Linked DNA regions of Pan troglodytes: regions 1 and 2 are each linked to region 3. Evidence: chromatin contacts called from public HiChIP or PLAC-seq data. All regions are on one chromosome and are shown on one strand. Each heading gives the region's core, a stretch centred on a gene start, on an enhancer-like site or on the middle of the called end of the contact. The rest is flanking DNA. Distances are from core to core; before and after follow the strand shown.

Region 1 (4,578 bases), core at 159-2,658, 180 kb before region 3:
ATCGTATTATCTTTTCGGATGGAAGAAATCCCTGTAGAGATGGTTAAAGACTGGCATTCAGGGGTGCTAAGTTTTGTGCCCTGAAATTAATAGCTTTCAGATATTTGTAGAAATAAAGACTCTTCTAAATGACCACTTGTGTCTGGGCCAAGACAGAACTAGAAAGAAGGACTCAGTGGGTAGTTGGAGTCAGTGGTGTTCTCTATTTACCCATGAGAAATAGATTCTTGGAAATAGGATAGGAATGCTTATAAGATTTCGACCAACAGAAAGCCTATGATCTCATAAATTCATGAATCCCACAGTCTATAATCTATTTGACTTCACTCTCAAATGCCTAGGACCATTTGGACTAAGGCTGGCAGTCAGAAAATTGCAGTTTTTATTTTCAACTCCACACAATTTTCACCAAGTAAAAAACCTTCATGTTTTACGTGAATTTGCTTCTACCATCCATAGATGACTGGATGTTCTTGGGCGGGGTAAAGGCAAATGAATTTGCGTCCTCGTTGGCAAATGGTGTTGGTGGTGGTGTTATCTTGTCTAAAATCCACAGCAACCTGTGTTTCAGGACCCTGTCTATTGTCCTGACCATTCAGAATGCATGCCAAGCCCCTGCTCTTCCTGGAGTTATCTTTATCACCTCTCCTCAAGTTTTATCTTGCACCATATAAGTCACATTGTATTTCAATATTAAAATGCAACATTAATAGATAAGCTGGAGAATCAAGACATTTCCAAGAAGACAGGGGACGCTTTTTCTAATATATTGTCTGATTACACCCTCTTTCTTTAGCTTAAGAAGCCAAACCAAAGCACAAATGAACAGATAAGTCAACACATCCGACCCCAAACTCTCAGGACGCTGGCTTGGGTTACATGTGGCCCTCTCTGTGGTCAGTTTGTGAGTAGCCTCCCCGGAGGGTGTGTCCCAACTTCCAGCAGCTGCCGTGGAAAGCCACGTGTCCGCTAAACGCCTACATTACATCAATAAGAGAAACTAAGGAAGGGATGGAAAAGCTATCATTTTTCTTTTCTTCCTCAGTTCTGGCACTATAGTGATTTAATCGCTGTTATTATTTTTATTTAGTTAAAGCATCAACTTAGGCCGTTTAAATGATGGTAAAAGAGAAAGCTTCAGATCGGGGTATTGGTCAGATCATTCTTACTAGCGATGACCTCTTCGCCTTTGGCACCTCGCGGCTCTTTGCATGCCTCCAAGACTTCCCGGGTCTTGAAACCTACGCGCGGCGGAGGCGACGCCTCTCGGGAGAGGGAGGGTGAAAGAAGGGGCGGGGCTATTTAAATAGCCCGCGAGCTTCGCGTCCCCATTGGCTGCCAGCCTGTCGGTTACCGCGGGGCGGGGAGTCCCAGGGCTGGAGTGCGGTACCTGAGCCGGGCGCGCAGCAGAAAGCCCACGTTGGCCGCTGCGGGGAGCGCGGCGTGGAGAGGCGGGAGACCGAATTCCGGCGCCGCCGCCGCGGCCGCTGCTCGGTGCACTAGCCCCCTACCTTCCCATCCTTTCTGCCAGCGGGTTTGCTGGGCAGCCGGGCGACCGCCGAACGGAAAGCAAGATCCTCGCCGCCTCCGCTTGAGGAGGCGTGCGGCGCGCGGAGATTTTGAGTGGGAGCGACGGTGCTCGAGAGCTCAGGGGCGCGGAGTTCGTGAGCGAGAAGGAAGTTAAACCTCGCGGAACAGACTGGCATTTCGGGACGCCTTGTCGCCGCAGCCTGGGCCCTGCAACGGGGTAAACTTCATGGTGGCCCTGCGATCCGGGGAGGGGCGTGCGCCACGGTGATGCCGGGCATCTCCCGCAGCTCGTGAGCGGTCCCGCTCCCCGCTGCCCCGGGTCCCACTCAGTCGCCAGGGAGAGCGCGGGGCAGCGCACGTGTGCGGCCAGCGAGGCCCAGAGTGACCGCGCCGCGACTCGCAGGAGCCAGGGCCGCAGGCTGCAGCGCAGCCCGGACTCGGACGCACCTGGCCTGGACCGCGCGCCTCTAGAGATCTGCGCGAGGCTGTGAGGCTCCGCTTCCTCCCCTCCAAGCGGTTCTCCTGGTGATCGCCCCTTCGCCACCTCTCTAGCCTGGGCAACTGGGGGCGCCCCGGACGACCATGAGAGATAAGGACTGAGGGCCAGGAAGGGGAAGCGAGCCCGCCGAGAGGTGGCGGGGACTGCTCACGCCAAGGGCCACAGCGGCCGCGCTCCGGCCTCGCTCCGCCGCTCCACGCCTCGCGGGATCCGCGGGGGCAGCCCGGCCGGGCGGGGATGCCGGGGCTGGGGCGGAGGGCGCAGTGGCTGTGCTGGTGGTGGGGGCTGCTGTGCAGCTGCTGCGGGCCCCCGCCGCTGCGGCCGCCCTTGCCCGCTGCCGCGGCCGCCGCCGCCGGGGGGCAGCTGCTGGGGGACGGCGGGAGCCCCGGCCGCACGGAGCAGCCGCCGCCGTCGCCGCAGTCCTCCTCGGGCTTCCTGTACCGGCGACTCAAGACGCAGGAGAAGCGGGAGATGCAGAAAGAGATCTTGTCGGTGCTGGGGCTCCCGCACCGGCCCCGGCCCCTGCACGGCCTCCAACAGCCGCAGCCCCCGGCGCTCCGGCAGCAGGAGGAGCAGCAGCAGCAGCAGCTGCCTCGCGGAGAGCCCCCTCCCGGGCGACTGAAGTCCGCGCCCCTCTTCATGCTGGATCTGTACAACGCCCTGTCCGCCGACAACGACGAGGACGGGGCGTCGGAGGGGGAGAGGCAGCAGTCCTGGCCCCACGAAGCAGCCAGCTCGTCCCAGCGTCGGCAGCCGCCCCCGGGCGCCGCGCACCCGCTCAACCGCAAGAGCCTTCTGGCCCCCGGATCTGGCAGCGGCGGCGCGTCCCCACTGACCAGCGCGCAGGACAGCGCCTTCCTCAACGACGCGGACATGGTCATGAGCTTTGTGAACCTGGGTAAGGATTTGGGGTAACGTAATGACGAGAACATTTCCCCCTTTTCAGTGTCCCGGGCCCAGGGGATGGAGTGAGGGGGTGGAGGAGCTCCCGGCGCGCGGGTCCTGCCTGGTACGCCAGAGAACGCGGGGACAGGCAGGCTGTGCTCCCGCCACCTGCGCGGCGGTGGGGCGGCACATGCGCTCCCCCGCGCCGCGGGCAGGGCTGCGCGCCGAGGCCCCCAGAGGCGGCTGGCCGGTCGGGCCGCGGGGCTCCGGGAGCGCTGTCCCCAGCGGGCGTGTATTTGCGGACTCCCTGAGCACGTTCCGCGCTTTTTTTCACTTCTGCCCAGCTCTGGCCAGGTTAACTCAATTGCAGCAGAAGAGTCCAGCCCGAGTGTGGCCATCCTGGGAAGAGGGCTCTTCAGTACGATTTTTCCCTCTAAACTGCCTTCTTTTGCCCCTTAACTTGGAGTGCAGTTTTCCCACCGAGACTTTTAGGGAATCCGACAGCGGCTGGGAACTTTGAAAACTTGCCATGAGTCTGTTTAGAGGTATCCACGGCACTGGGGGAGGTTGCAGAGGGAAGTTCCGAAAGCACCGCGGAAGGCGCTCGGATCCCGGCCGGGCGGGGCTCGCTTCTGTTTGGGGCGGGATGAAAGCTCAACTGGGGTAATCCGTCCTGTGCCCCCGCTCACATGCCCTTGGCCATTGTCCCCAAAGGCTGAACCTTTGATCAATGCAGCCCAAGCTGCACGGGCAGAGAAAGGGTGCGGGGTAGGGGCCGGGGTTGGGCGCTGAGCTCCTCTGAACCGGTTGCCAGGCAACAGAATGGAAATTCAAGGGCGGCTAAATCGAGCTCCGCCACAAATGTTCTGTGGCAAACCCGGACCGAGTCACATCGCCCTTTCTCCCCCCTCCCACCCCCCTGAGTCTTCTCATCTGTAAATGAGAAGGGTGCAGAGAAGACTCTTTTCTTCGGAGTCAGTGCCTCCGGTTTGCACTGCTTTTCATTCATAAGCTCACTTAGTTTAGCGCAGACATAGCATGGAGGGACGCGCTGTCAGCGGACAGATCATGGGTGCACTGGCTACGCCCGGGATGGTTGCAGCTGCGCGGCGGGGTGGGTCTTCGCGGGCCTCCTTCCCATGTGAGACGGTGGTTGTGCCCAGGCCCTAAAGTGGGTGAGCAGACACTCGCCAAAGGAGCACACGGGTCTCCCAGCCACGTCAAAGACGCTCGTCTTTTAACGGCGTTACTTACTGGAATGATTCCCGCGTAGACTGGGTGATTTCTTTACCAGCCTATCTATGATTCCCAACTCCACTGAGCTTTGAGGGAGAGAACATGGGGGGTAAGAGCCATGGGAGGGTGTGGAGGCAGGGCGATTGGCATCCAAGTGGTGCAGAAATCCTCCTGGGAAATTCGTGAAACAGAATCTCACAGGAGTCCAGGCTCAGGGCCTGCCAATCTGGCTGCTTGCACTGCCCGGGGTTCTGATTGGACAAGAATTTTCACAATTTATTGGAACCAAATCCAAGGTTGAGCCACCTCCAGGAAGCATTCTAAGGAAATTCTCATGCCAGTCAATAAAATTTGTAGTGGGTGGGGGCCAGGGTGGCAGAGGACCAGCGCTGTTCCTTATCCTAACTTTTCTGCTGCTTCTGACTTAG
Region 2 (4,284 bases), core at 1,467-3,966, 150 kb after region 3:
CAACAGCAGTTTGAGAAGTTACTGCTTAAAGCACAATAAACCAATTATACATGTACAAAACTATAGTAATATGAAACAAGATGGCATGTTCATGCATCACTGTCGCTGGAACATAGTATGTAAGGTAGGGTAGCAGATGGTTATGCTAGAAAAGCAGAAGCCAGGTCACAGAACAATGCTTGGACTTTATCCTGTGGACAGAAATAGTATCAAAGGTTTTAAAAAGTGAAATAATGTTAGATTCCTCTGGCAGCAGGGTGAAAACTGGATTTGACTTGGTTGATAAAGCAGGCAAACCTGTCAGAAAGAATCGACATTTATGAGGTAAACATCTAGGTAACGTCTAAAAGATGGGGTCACTGAATGTGGAACCTGTAAGAAAGGAAATAGCCAAGGATAATTCTTAAGTTTTAATTTGACTGCTTGAATAATTAGTGATGTCTCAATTGAAAAAAATACAGAAAATGAGTCTGAAAAACTCAGACCCATCAATCTCTAAAATCCCTTTTTTTCCCCACTATATCTCATTTTATAGATTAAAAAAACCTCAGATCAACAGACATTAAATACCCTAGAGTAGGCACCAGAACTTATGTATCCTGCTGTTTAGTATGGAACTTATCCCATTAAAAACAACAATTTTTACGTCTTCATCATTTTTACTTCGTATATTTTATGAACACATGAACTAAAATCCGATTTTAAAACTGGGGAATTTCTCTTCTGTATAATAACACACTAACAATTAGGGAAGTACTTTTATAAAATAAGTTTAAATACTCACTTCAAATTCTTTTACAAAATAACGAGTTTCACCTTGAATAACTGGTCTGTGATCCAAAAGCCTTGAATGAATTTCTCCAAGATCTATAAAGATAAAATGAAATTCAGGGTTAATCCATGCTAAATGGCATAATCTCTAGCTTGTTTTACTCTCTCCCTTCCCCACCAAGAGATGAAGGTTAAAATCCAGTTTAGACTATGGACTAAGAGGAAATCTCATCCACTGCCAGTGGATGTGTACACTGATACAACTACTTTTGAGAACAATCTTTCAGTATTCAATAAAGTTGCAGACACGTATACCTAGCATTTTCATGCCTAGGTATGTACCCTAGAAAACTCTTGCACAAATGAGTAAGGCCATTTATACATATTTATTACAGCATAGGTGTAATATCAAAAGAAAAAATGCAAAACACCTTAACCATACTCATACAATGGAATTCTATCAATCACCAAGTAAAAATAAATACATCAGTTACATTTATCAACATAAATATAAAAAATAATACGTATTTTATAATAAATATAATAAAAAAGCAAGTTTCAGAAGGATTAAAGCAATTTACATAAAACTTTAAAATATTCAAAATATTTCCTTTTGGGATATAGACAGAAGCAACAAAACTATAAAGACATGCACAATAATAATAAACACCAAATTCTGGATAGTGGCTACCTTGAGAGGAGGGAGGGGAACTAGTGCAATTAGAGCAAGACACAGTGGGGCTTTTAGTAATTTCTTTATTAAGGTGGGTGGTGAATGTTCATTGTAAGTCTCTTTTTCATAAGTCTGAAAAAGTCATTAAGAAAAGGTCTGAATTTAAGTCTTTTGGTGAGTCAGTTTATTATTCTTCTTAGTTACAACTACGTAGTTTAAAATGTAAGTCTCAAAATTCCTTGAGAAATGAAATCTAAGACAATGTATTATTCATATTCATTCACTGGCAATGTTCCCCAAATTTTTCATTTTTGCAGACATACGATGGGCAGGTTTCAATTCTCTATTTTAATGAATTTTATTAGGACATATCTTCTTAAGCATGTCAAGTAGAAAAAATAAGAATACAAGCACTGTATATAAGCACTTTATATCTAGTATATATAAAGCACTACAACTCAACTGTCAAAGACTTTCACGCAGCAAACAGCGTTGTGAGCTTTAGGAGTCAAACCTAAAGCAGATTCTGTGAGAATCTAGGTTGTAACCTTCTCCCAGCTCAAAGCACACAGAACACATGGACATTTCTGAACGTGAATGGTTCTTTAAGGTGCTATAGAGCGCTTTCGTAAGTGTATCTCACTTACTCCTCGCACGACCAGGAACAGATCGGGTAGGAGAGTGAGTAAAGCCAGTGACCCGAAGTCACTCAACTCCTAAGCGACTGCCTCCCGCCTCCCAGGTCCAATGCCCTTTCCACTACACGTCGGTGGCGAGGCTGCCCAAAGGCTCTGCGCCCAGGGGTCCTGAGCTTGCGGAATGGACGGGGGCGGGCCTGATGGCTCAGGCTGCGACAGAGGAAAGCGGGGAAACACGAGGAGTTGGGCTGGTTGGTTGTGGTGGGACGCATTTGGCGCGGGGAAAAAGGCGGGGACCGACCACGACTCCCCCACCCGCACAAACGCACGCGCGCCAGCCCGGGAGCCGGGGGTCGGCCCGGGTCAGAGGGCGCCGCCTGGGAGATGAGGCTGTGCTGGGATCCACCAGGAACTATAGCCCTGACACTCCGTACCCTTGATAATGAGGTGCGCTGAGCCCGCAGTCCCCAGGGAGTCCCTCTTCTTGCTGCCACCGCCCGGGGCGGCCTCACAACCCACAGGGGTCTCTGTCCCTCCGCCACTCATCCCGACCAGTTCCGCCCACCCGCGGCCACGCTGCGCCTGCGCAAACCCGGCCGCCCTCTTACAAGGCACGCCCGGGTTTTGTTTTGTTTTTTGCGTCATTACAGGGCGCCGGAGAAATTTAATCTACCCAGCGGGCGGTTCCGGAAAGGCGCCTGCCGTGTAGTCAGGGTGTGAACTGGCAGAAGCTCTTGCCGCCATGCTGGATCAGGGCGGATGCTGCTAGAATAGGAAAGTGCTTGAACTTTGGAGCTAAACTCAGAGCCCTGGTTATTTGGCTCAAGGCTGGTGCATTCCAGTACAGTTGTCCTCCCATATCTGCTGAGAATACATTCCAAGACCCCCCAGTAGATTCCTGAAACTGCATATAGTACTGAACCATGTATATACTGTTTTTTCCTGTATATACATATGATAAAGTTTAATTTATAAATTAGGCACAGTAAGAGATGAACAATTAGAACAATTTAATAAAAGTTATGTGAATGTAGTCTCTCTCCCAAAATATCTTATTGTACCGTCCTGCAGGTAATGAAACCACAGAAAGTGAAACCTCAGATAAATGGGGACTACTGTATAGCAAAGCCAATTAGCTGGGGGCTGTTTCCCTACTATGCCATGAGTGTGGCAGACTTCCTGCCTTTCTTTTTAGACACCTGTTTCCTAGAATGCTTCTCTTGCTCCCTCTTTCTGTTCAAGTCAGTAAACTTACGTTGTATAATAAAGAATTTGACTGGACTTTGACTCTGGTTCCTGGGAGGTACCCTCAATCCTTGGAATTTCCCAAGTGATAGAAGTGTCTTTGTTATTCATGGTGGGCCTCTGGAAATACACCTGAGTTTATGCTAATGAGATGGCTCATGGAGGGCCCAAGATGATTTCAGAATGGAGGCTGGCCACACCAGAAGGGCCGGCCAACCATGAGGGCTTAGGCTTTGAGCCACATAAGCAGGCCCACCTCTGGGGAGCAGATTGGGGCTGGAGACTGAATTCAGCCATGTGGCCAGTGATTTAACCAGCTATGCCTACATAATGGAACCCCAGTGAGTACTCTGGATGTGGAAGCTCAGGTGAGCTTACTGGTCGATAATCATTCATCAAAGTGTCAGGAGGGGGAAGCGTTCCTGAGGACACGTAAGCTTCTATTTGGGAAATCTCCCACATCTCGCCCTATACATCTCTTCATTTGGCTGGTCCTGATATGTGTCCTTTATAATAAAACTGTAATAGCAAGGAAAGCACTTTCTTGAGTTCTATGAGTCATTCTGTGAAACCTGAGGGAGTAAAGCGAATAGCAATGAAACATCATGTGTAGAGAGAAGCTGCGTGGGTGAGAACTGAGGCACCCTAGCAGAGAGTGCTCAGGCCCTGGGCATATGACAGAGACAGCTGGTCAGAAGTGCAGGTGGCCTGGGAACCCCAAAGCTTGTGGCAGGTGTCTGAAGGGGCATCTTGAGGAGGACCATGCTTTGACCTCTGAAGTCTGTGCTAACTTCGGATAGCACTGCAGTTTAACAAACACTTACATGGCACTTGCTACATGCCAGGTAATACTGTAAGTGGTCTACAAATTTGCATTCATTTAATCCTCATGGCCGGCCTTTGAAGTAGTTATTATTATTGTCCTCATTTTACAGATGAGGAGGCTGAGGCACAGAG
Region 3 (4,366 bases), core at 1,689-4,188:
ACTGCAGTATCTGCAGTTTTCTGAAAGGGCCCTCTTAAAAGTCCAACTTAAACACCATCATAGAAACCCACATATCTCTGTTTAAGTATTTGTAGTAGACTATCAAGAAGTCAACAAATATGCCAGGTGCGGTGGCTTACGCCTGTAATCCCAGCACTTTGGGAGGAAGAGGCGGGCAGAACACAAGGTCAAGAGATCGAGACAATCCTGGCCAACATGGTGAAACCCCATCTCTACTAAAAATACAAAAATTAGCTGGGCGTGGTGGCACGCACCTGTAGTCCCAGCTTCTCAGGAGGCTGAGGCAGGAGAATCGCTTAAACCCAGGAGGTGGAGGTTGCAGTGAACCAAGATTGCGCTACTGCACTCCAGCCTGGCAAGAGAGCAAGACTCCATCTCAAAAAAAAAAAAAAAAAAAAAAAAGTAACAACATAAAGCTAATTATTCTGGAAGCATCCAGCTAAATGTCTACAAGCCACATATAATGAAAAAGGAATTTACTTAATACCAAGTGCCCAGATGTGCCAGTTTTCTCTCACTCAGCCCAGGACTAGCTGGTATTTATTGCAAAGATTCTAAACTTAAAATTCCTTTGGCACTGTGGGGACTTATTACATCTGCATGTCAGTTTTTCTTTTAAAAAAAAAAAAAAAAGTAAAGAATGGGATGCGATGGCTCATGCCTGTAATCTCAGTACTTTGGGAGGCCAGGGCAGAAGTACTGATTGAGGCCAGGAGTTTGAGACCAGCCCCGGCAACATAGCGAGACCCTGTTTCTACCAACTACAACAAAAACAACAACAACAAAATAAGCTGGGTGTGATGACCTGCGCCTGTAGTCACAGCTACTTCAGAGGCTGAGGCAGGAGAATCACTTGAGCCCAGGAGTTAGAGGCTACAGTGAGCTGCGGCTGCGTACCACTGGTTTCAGGCTGGGTAACAGAGCAAGATCCCATCTCTAAAATAAATAAATAATGAAGAAAGAAAAAAGAAAACCCATCGACAGATGTATTCCACTGAAATAGGCTCCAATTAAGTAGTACATTTAATTAAAATAGTTGCTGAGAATACTCCCGAACAGAGAGAAACTGTTAATACTGCCTGATTGTTTTATGTTACAAAGTAATTTCTAAACCATTGGAGTTCTAAAAATTCGAGTCAGTTGGTTCTTAGGAATGTGAAACATAATGTACTTCATATATACATTGTTAATAAACCCACAGTGGCCCAAAAAGTTGATTTAACTCCAAATGAACTGAAACGCAGTAATAACCTGAATACAGGGTTAAGAGAAAAACGTTTCTCCCAGTTTGAAAGGTACAATTTCTGAACTGGCCATTTTTCTTAGGGTACGTTTTCTCTATGCCTCCCTACATCCCTTTCCCAAGTGAGCCTCTACTGAGCTCTGGGGAAGAATACCAAGTTCTGCAACAAGAACCTGCAGGCTATTCCAACCTCTCAAAGGTCTTGTGTCCTAAAATTATGGCTTTCTGCTCTGGCCTGTGGTCACTTCCCTTCCTCGGGGCATCCCGGCACTGGCAGGAAAGCTGTGCACATGCTTGTGTGAATGACAGGAAGCTCTTCCGTGGGATGAGTGCCAGGGTAGGGGTCTCTCAGGTCAGCAGCGAGGCCCACACCAAAGCCTCGCCCAGAGAACCAAAGCAAGAGGGACCATCTGCTCAACGGAGGGGCTTTTCCGATCTCACACATAACAAGTGACCTGGACCCGAGAGAGCAGCGCAGCAGGGAGGTGACAGGACAGCCTGGAGTTGAGGACCAGTGGGCTCCGTTCAGAGAGTACATCCACCCTGAGCTGCAGGGGGGCGCAGGGGTTCCAGAATTCGCACTACCTTGGTCTTCCCGGGGTAGCTCAGCAACCCTCCTCTGCCTGGACCACTCCTTCCTATCCCACAAAACACGCACAAAGTGGGAAACCACACCTTCCTGGGTTCTATTTTTCAACTAAAGCCTCTGGAAGGGGACGTGCCCGCAGTCTAAGTGTCCCAGCCGACCCCGGTGGCCGCGGCAGCAGCAAGGCCGCTCTGGTGAGTGCACGTGGCCCACGGGCAGGCCGCGCGTCCGGCCGGCACAGGAAGTTTGGGGCGCTGGGCAGGGACCGCGGGGTGACATTTGGACTCCCGGCTGCCCGAAAGGGCGACGACCCCACCTTCCCCTCCCTCGGTGCCGAGGTGCAAGAGGCGGTTGAATTCAGGAGCGCGGCGCAGGGCGGGCTTTTCCCGGCTGTCCCCTCGGGGTCCGCCCCCTCCTCCCGCACCGCCCCGGCCGCCTAGCGCCACGTCAGCCGCGAGTGCCCGGCCCGCTGAGCTCACGCCCCCCGACCCGGAGCCCCAAGCCCTCGGTCCCCTGCAGTCCCCGGCTCCCGGCCCCGAGCCGCGGCGCCCGCGCCCCCCGCCCCCCCCCCCAGCCGGAGCCCCGAACCCGCAGGGTCCCCGCGCCCCCAGTACTACACCCCGCACCCCTGAGCCCCGAGCCCCGCGCCCGTAGCACGCACGCCGCTGACCAGAGCCGTCGGCGTCCACGTGGCCCCGGGCCCGGGACCCCCCGCCCGCGGCGCCCAAGCGCCCCACGCCCCCCGAAGCGCCAAGTGCGGGGCAGAGCGCCGGTCTGCGCGGCGTTACCAGGGCGCGAAGAACATGACGAAGTGCGCGGCGCTCTGGATCCCGTGCGTGAACATGTCGGCCGTGTACAGGTGCTTGCTGTGCGGGTCCTGTCCGTCCTCGCCGTCTGCCGCGGGGGGCCCGTCCGCCGCCGCCGCCGCCGCCTCCTGGGCCCGGGCGCCCCAGCGCCCGCCGCCGCCATGGCCCAGCAGCAGCAGCAGCAGCGCAGTCAGGGCCGACGGCCGGGCCAGCAGCGGGAGGAGGCGTCCTGGGCGCGCGGGCATCGCGGCGGGGCTGGGCGCGCTCTCGCCGCGGCCTCCGGTCCCCTCGCAGCGCCCGCCCCGCGCCCCGCCCCCGAGAGGCCGCGCCCCTTCCTCTCCCCGCCCGCCCGCGCCGGCGCGCGACCGCTACCCGCCCGAGGCCCGGCTCCGCGCCCCGGCAGGGAAGGGCTGGAGCGAGGGACCGAGTCTGGGAGAGCCTTCCGAGTCCGGCCTCCTGCCTTCCCGCCATGGGACGGCTCGCCCCAATCCCGCGAGGCTCCTGCGCCTCCGCAACCCAGGCCCGCACCCCTTTCCCCAGGGGCCCGCTCTGCTCAGAGCGGCGGTGAACACACGAAGTAACGATGAGGCCAGCGGGAAGCCACGGAGGGGCAGGTCAGCCTCGGCTAATCTCAGCTCACACAAGCACCCCGCGATTTCAGGCCAAAGGAAGGAGAGAGCTGCTGTCAGCAGAATATAGGAAATCGGGCAAAAGACGGTGGGGTTTGCACCTGAATTAGTTAGATTCTTGGCCAGAGCTCAACTGTGATTCTCGACCTGGGCTCAGAGGGGTGATGAAACCCGCTTCCCAAGTGAACCCCTTGCTGGTTACCCCTGCCCGGCCTTAACTCAGGGATGAAGAGGAGAGAAAGTCAAAGCGGCCTCTTCTAGACAAGACGGCACCTAGCAGGACTGACTGGGGTCCTACTGTGCCCTCATTTATCCCGGTTACTAAAATGAATGACAGCACGCCTGCTATGGCTGAACTCAGCCTGCGGAATGGCCCGAAGGCATCCCTGCCCGGCGACTCATAACTCGCACCTGCACACACACCTTACAGCAGATGGTAATCGAAAGCTCCAGCCCTGCCCCGGGGATCTGAAGCTAAATTAGAATCACCGGGTTGCTTTCCGGGATCCTGCCTGCTCTTTGATTATCCTCAGTCCAGGAAGCCCTAGGTAGTTAACTCCTGGCTTGGCAACAGGGGACGCGCCCACTGTCTCACCTGTCATTATTCTGCTCCCGCCTTAGGCCCAGCCACTTATGAACCTTTAACCATGGGTTGCCAAACACCAAAACCATCAATCTCCCTCCAAAGTCTGTTCTCCCAGCCACCTAAGCTTGAAACATGGGAGGCATCTTGCATTGCTCGCTCTTTTCCCGTGTGTCTCAAAATTCAACCGCATTTCCTGTAACCATGATTTCCTTCCAGCATTCTCAGTGTTCATACCCTGAACGGAGACTAAGCCTGGCCTATTGCAGTAGCTTTCTAAGAGTATCTTTCATTCACATGGCTGGAAAATTAATTTTCCTAAAGCCTGCCTTTGACCAAGACAGTTTGCTGCTTAAACTTGGACCAAAACACCACCACTGTCCCCATGGCCTTGGCCGATGGGGTGAAATAGTAATTCCTGGGGCAGCCATTCAAGGCCTTCCGTGATGTGGTTGCATCATGCTTTGTGTCCCTGTGAAACTCACTCAACACTAGAAA

What was found. HiChIP or PLAC-seq counts read pairs in DNA pulled down with a chosen protein or histone mark.
Region 1: an H3K4me3 HiChIP or PLAC-seq map of stem cell-derived excitatory neurons shows a contact between it and region 3, with 4 times the contacts expected there. The contact joins the promoter of BMP6 here to the promoter of TXNDC5 in region 3. A contact is called at or near these places in 2 of 7 Hi-C or Micro-C datasets (blood and stem cell-derived neural progenitor cells) and 1 of 1 datasets of contacts at active chromatin or transcription factors (stem cell-derived excitatory neurons).
Region 2: a contact with region 3 is called in an H3K4me3 HiChIP or PLAC-seq map of stem cell-derived excitatory neurons, with 2.5 times the contacts expected there. The contact joins the promoter of BLOC1S5 here to the promoter of TXNDC5 in region 3. A contact is called at or near these places in 2 of 7 Hi-C or Micro-C datasets (induced pluripotent stem cells and stem cell-derived neural progenitor cells) and 1 of 1 datasets of contacts at active chromatin or transcription factors (stem cell-derived excitatory neurons).

Annotation. Positions count from the first base shown.
Region 1 is chr5:13,676,780-13,681,357 of NHGRI_mPanTro3-v2.0_pri, forward strand. It overlaps BMP6 (bone morphogenetic protein 6), which reads left to right and starts at 1,409. Exons shown (of 7, transcript XM_003950711.6): 1 at 1,409-2,927. The coding sequence starts at 2,267.
Region 2 is chr5:14,011,938-14,016,221 of NHGRI_mPanTro3-v2.0_pri, forward strand. BLOC1S5 (biogenesis of lysosomal organelles complex 1 subunit 5) reads right to left here and starts at 2,717. Exons shown (of 5, transcript XM_001166060.7): 1 at 2,517-2,717; 2 at 785-867. The coding sequence starts at 2,628.
Region 3 is chr5:13,858,467-13,862,832 of NHGRI_mPanTro3-v2.0_pri, forward strand. TXNDC5 (thioredoxin domain containing 5) reads right to left here and starts at 2,939. Exons shown (of 10, transcript XM_016954874.4): 1 at 2,639-2,939. The coding sequence starts at 2,901.